Regions from separate parts of the Rattus norvegicus genome. Here region 2 is linked to region 1. The links are chromatin contacts, called in public Hi-C maps. All regions are on one chromosome and are shown on one strand. The core of a region is the stretch at or near the end of the contact, and the rest is flanking DNA. Distances in the headings are between cores, read along the strand shown.

Region 1 (2,700 bases), core at 195-2,694:
TGTTACATTTCCTAAGACATTGTTGCTTATTATTTGCTCTTATTTCTTTCTAATCTGTGTGTATTTTTTTCCTGCCTTCTAGCACCCATGAGTCCTGTGTTTGATTCATGGCTTCCTTTCTGCTTCCTTGCTGGCCTCATTTCTGCAACAGTGGGTCAGTTTCCTCTGCTGCAGACCTGCCCTTTCATCCAGGAAACATTATTCTGCATCTTATTTCTTTTTCTCCAGTAACTTCCTGTTGTCCATTTTGACCTCAGGAGTGGGGAGGGCTGGGGTGTGGAAGTGGGGAAGCCTGTGCTTTTCCTCACTCTGGGAACTGGAGTCACAGATAGCAGAGAGCCTCTGTGTGGGTGCTGGGAACTGAACCTGGGACCTCTGGAATAGCATGCAGTGCTCTTGACCATTGAGCCATCTCTGACCCTGGTCCTTCTCTTTCCAGGTCAGTTTGTGCTTTACTTCCAGAAGTTTCTCCCTCACCAGAGCTGTCTAGTTTGGGAGCCTCACATGAGTCATAGTACATCAGCCTCTTCATGTTGTCCCTTTGCTCTATGGACATACAGTTTGTGAAAAAAATGGAGATGTCACCCTGTGTCCCATGTTCTCTGGGTGTGGCTGTCCATTCACAGGAAGAACTCGTTGGCAGTTTGCTCACATCAAGAGCTTTTAGCTCTTGTCTTCTCTCCACAGTGGAGTAGCCTATAGGCTTTAGAGCTGTTGAAGTTTGCCCACTGTTTCCTGAATGTACTCCCAGATGAGCTTAAACCATCTGCTACTCTTGCCACCATCTACAGAGTATCTTTGTCCACTCCGCTAGCCCCTGTGTCAGTCTTTAGGGGTGAAGGTCCTCTGTCTAACCTATTAGTCCTGGATCTTTTTCAGATTGTTCAGTTTGGCATGAATGAGAAAGTGGGGCAGATCTCCTTTGACCTCCCACGACAGGGGGACATGGTATTAGAGAAGCCTTACAGTGAAGCCACTGCAAGAATGATAGACGATGAAGTGAGGATACTCATTAGTGAAGCCTATAAAAGAACTGTGGCTCTTCTCACAGAGAAGAAGGCTGACGTGGAGAAGGTGGGTGCCAGCATATGGATAGGTCTGCACGCTGCTTTGTTTGCTTGTGTGTGTGTGTGTGTGTGTGTGTGTGTGTGTGTGTGTGTGTGTGTGTGCATGCGCGTGTGCACAAATGTCAATTAAATGATAATTCTGTGGAGTTGGTTCTGTCCTACCTTTTGTGGGTTCTAGGAATTTAACTGAGGTCATCAAGACTGCTCAGCTCGTGTCTTTACCTGCTGAGCCTTCTTGCCAGCCTTGTTTTTTGAGACAGAATTTTGCTGTGTAACCCTGGCTGGCCTGGAACTCATTGGGGAGAACAGGCTGGCACCATTCTTGCTGTGATTGCCCTGCCTCTGCCTCCTGAGTACTGGAATTGCAGGGTGAGTCACCACATCTGGCATCTGAAGAGCTTTTAGCCCCTTCCTTCCATCTGCTTGCTGTGCTCCTCCTCTCTGAGGCTGAGTGTCTTCCCCGTGCCTGGGAACAGAAGCAGAACTGTTCTGGTACTGTGTTAGCTGAGGGGAAACTGTAAAGAACTGCTTCACGCCAGCCTCATTCCCAGGGGCTTTGCCAGAACACCCGTGAACCAAGTAGTTAAAAATGAGATCACTATGTCTGTGCTGCAGAGAGGATGGCAACATGATGTAAGTGAGCGGGGGAGGTGGGGTGCACTTACTGCATCCCTACCCAGATGCATGAGCTTACAGTGTGTAGCAAAAGAATGCTTGCTGGGAGGAAAATCCGTGGAATGGGGTAAGGATCCTGAAACACTGGGTTTTAGAAGTACTTTCTGACCCAACAGAGAAAAGGAAGCAAATGAAGAAAGTTGAGCCAGCCGGGAAGTAGTCTACTTCAAGGAGAGGGGCTGAGGGCTTTGCTCAGGGCCTCACCTGTGGAGGAAGGACTTGGCAGGTTGTCTGAGGTCCTTCTTCAAGATAAGGGGAAGTAGCTAACAGTACCAGCTAAAACCTGCAGCTTCCTGAGGTACATAGAGTCATTATCCCCACTTTCCAGAGACAAACAACAGAGAGAGGTCATGTGATGGCTTAAGGTCACAAAGTCGGTGAGTGAGTGAGTGAGTAGCAGAGGCAGCGTTCTGACCAGCTGGGAGCCTTTGCACATCACCTCAGCCTATGCTGTGCCCATGATCACTGGGGGTAGTTACCATTTGGATAGGACCGGTTTGAGAGGTGCTTGAATGTGACATGCTGGTGGGGTGCTCAGTTTATGTGATCAGACGTCCCATGGTAACTGTGACTAAGGTTTCAGTGGTCACCCATGACTGTGCTGTGTACTTGCATGTGTAGGAGCAGGTTGAGAATTAGAATTAGAATTAGAAGGAATCCTAAAGCTCTCATTTCTCCTGTGCTCCATTTAAAAATAATGAGAAATGCATACAGTTTGGTTAATTGTGTAAGGGTTTCAGATGACTAATAGCCCAAGGTGACAGCCTCCTCCGTGGCACACAATCTCCTCGTCCTCCTAAAAGCAAGCATAGTGTGTGTTACGTGTGTCAATGTGTTACGTGTCCTGTGCTTTTCTTATCTTCATGCAACTATGTGCATTCCTTTATTACAGCTACAGTCCTTAATCATATAGATGTATCAAAATGCCTGCTTGCTTATAAAGGATATTTGTGACTTC
Region 2 (2,700 bases), core at 26-2,525, 42 kb before region 1:
GGGTTAAGGCTAGGAATCCAGAAAGGCAGCCATGAAACTGGACAAAAAAAGGCTTTGAGGGAAGGTGGTGGTGCAGACAGTAGAGCAACGTGGAAGGGGAGATTGGGGCAAAAGGGTATAGTAGTGAAGAGAAAGTCGAAGGGAAGGTTAGACCCAAAGGAACAACTATGAGCCTTCTTTATGGAAACCTGTCACTGAGTCATCACCCAGCCCCACTGTTGGTCTTTCTCTGATCCCGATTTCTGGTTTGGTTCTGTTGTGGCTAGCAAGTATACATTGTAGGGTCTCACTACTTATGATTCATGGTTGTCTGGGTAAATAAACCTGAAAATACTGTGCCCAGGAAATTTCTTTTTCTGTCCTTGTCTGTGGTGCTGGGAATTGAACTTAGGCATTCACACATGCAAGTCATGTGGAAATTTTCTATAAATATCAACTAGGTTTAGTTTAGTCATTGTGATGCTGGGTTAGACACGAGGATGAATAATGCTTGGGGTTATTAAAGGGACTAAACACAGCCCGAGACAATTTGGCTCTGGTTTTGCAACACCCCAACTCTTCACGATCAGGTAGTTCTGACCAGTCACTCAGCATTGCAGAATCTTTAACACAACCTCAGTTCACAGTAGTGTTTGAGGACAGCCAGAGCTATGAGCCTGTCCCAAATAGCACCAGGAGAAAATAAGTAAGTAGATGTCTTGGCCTTTGCGGAACTTGCCTCATGCCCGTCAGTGAGCAATCAGTTAACTACTCGGTAAGTAGTCAGAGATGAATGCTAAAATGTCAAACAAGACCAGTGGTCTCTAGTCCTGAATGAAAAATGGTCCTTTTCCATAGAGCCTCGGGTCAACTCTTTAAGGTCCGCCCTCGAACCTTTGCTCTCCTTATTTGGCCCCTCCTGCTTTCCTTCTTCGGTCCCTCCCTCAGACCCGCCTCTCCTGTGCCGATCCTCTTTAGGCCCCGCCTCCTGCCCGCCTCCACACTGCCCTTCGCACCAGCTTTACCCCGCCTTGACCTCGCCTCCAAAGCTCTCATTTGCTACCACCGCCAGCCCCTCCCCACCACAGTCTTCCAACTCCGCCCCAGCCCCGCCCAGCCCCGCCATCAACTATTTCTCCTCTGACCCGCCTCCTTTGGGCTCACCCAACCACGCCCCTCCAGTTCTTTAGTAGGCCACGCCCTTCACCCCCGCTCCACTCTTCCTTTACTCCGGCCTCCAGTCCTACCCCTTCCCTACCCGAGAGCGTGGTCCGCCGCCTGGAGGGCACGTCGACGTCCGCACGCTGGGGCGGGGCCTGACGAGCGCGCGTGGAGCGTGGGTTCGCGTTCTGCCGCGGGTCTCCTGCGCCGGTGGCGCGCAGCTCCCGGATAAGTTGCGGAAGCTGAGGGTTGCCGACCGCCGGCTTTGGCTCGGTCCCTGCGCGCGCCCCGGAGCGGGCCGGGCCCATCATGGCTCACCGCTGCCTGCTGCTGTGGGGTCGGGGCGGCTGCCGTCGCGGCCTTCCTCCCCTGCTCGTGCCCAGCGGCTGCCTGGGTCCCGGCCGGCGGCCCTGCCTCCGTACGGTGAGTCCCGCGTCGCTGCTGCTCCCTCCGGCCAGCTTCCGGCTAGGGCGCAGGTGTCAAGGTCACCGGCCGGGGACGCGTGACGGCCTGAGTCTCCTGGTCCCCGTGGGTGGTATTTCTCCTGACCCCGGGGCCCTGTGGACCGCGCTGTGGTGAGTGGCGCTCTGAGCCCGGGAAGGTCACGCCTCTGCTTTGCTACTCGCTGCCGTGGTCTCGTTGGCTTTCGTGCCACTGGAAAAGGACAGTCGAGTGGACTGCACCGGCGAGCTGGAGGGGAGAGAGAGGGCTGTGGAACTTCCCTTTCCGAACATCTGTTGAATTTGGAGGGCCGTTGCTGGCATCCGGAATACAAATGCCACTGGTGTCATTCATATATATATATATATATATATATATATATATATATATATATATATATATATATATATAGTTCAGGTTAGGGCCTATGTATTTAGTTGCATAACAGCGCCTATCCGGAGGCTTCGCTGCTCTTGTAGGGCCACACACTAACTACCTAGTACCTTTTATTGAAGTGATGTTGTGTTGTGTTGGCAGGACCATGACACAGCTTCTTGCTGTGTGCCAGTCCAGCATAGGTTTTACCCGGAGGTACATAGCATGGCGGTTGAGAAATGTGATTGGTTGCTTGAACCTGGCTAGACAACTTACTGTCCAGCGTCTTTGAGGTGATTAGTCTAGCCTCTTCACTTAGAAGCTAGAGGTAATAATACAGCAGCCTTTCAGTTTCTGGAGGGGATTAATGCATGGACCCTTACCAAACTTAAAGGATGCATGCCCTCCTATGGGCTTTGGTTTGTTTATGTTTTGTTTGGGGATTTTTGAGATGAGGTCTTACTGTATAGCCCAGGCTAGCCTCCAGGATCTCCCACCCGATCCTCCTAATCATGCTGGCTCTTCGCTTATCCGCTCATTTCTAGATTGTTTCAGTACCTAATGTGGTCGTAAACCGTTAGTAAGTAGACTTTACATCCTAACACTCAATGAACAGTGACCAAAACCCAACCCAACCCACTCTTCCCCACACAGGAAACAACAAGAAACCCCTAAATTGACCTCAAACATTCCTCATGCTGAGGTTGGCCTTGACCTACTGATCCTCTCTTCCATCTCTCAAGT

Evidence for each region. Hi-C and Micro-C count contacts between places; a contact is called where the count stands out from the background.
Region 2: a contact with region 1 is called in a Hi-C map of Schwann cells, with 2.0 times the contacts expected there. The contact joins the promoter of Afg3l2 here to the enhancer-like site in region 1.

The regions. Positions count from the first base shown.
Region 1 is chr18:63,225,260-63,227,959 of GRCr8, reverse strand. It overlaps Afg3l2 (AFG3 like matrix AAA peptidase subunit 2), which reads left to right. Exons shown (of 17, transcript NM_001134864.1): 16 at 880-1,074. Among named protein-coding and RNA genes, the nearest start is that of Tubb6, 13 kb to the right of the region's middle. Within about 2 kb of position 1,444, at least 18 of the 93 cell types and tissues checked have an H3K27ac peak or open chromatin away from gene starts, as enhancers often do. A contact at or near this core is called in Schwann cells, where this site is marked.
Region 2 is chr18:63,267,575-63,270,274 of GRCr8, reverse strand. Afg3l2 (AFG3 like matrix AAA peptidase subunit 2) reads left to right here and starts at 1,275. Exons shown (of 17, transcript NM_001134864.1): 1 at 1,275-1,563. The coding sequence starts at 1,450. It also overlaps a transcript of Prelid3a not described here and the pseudogene LOC134482954.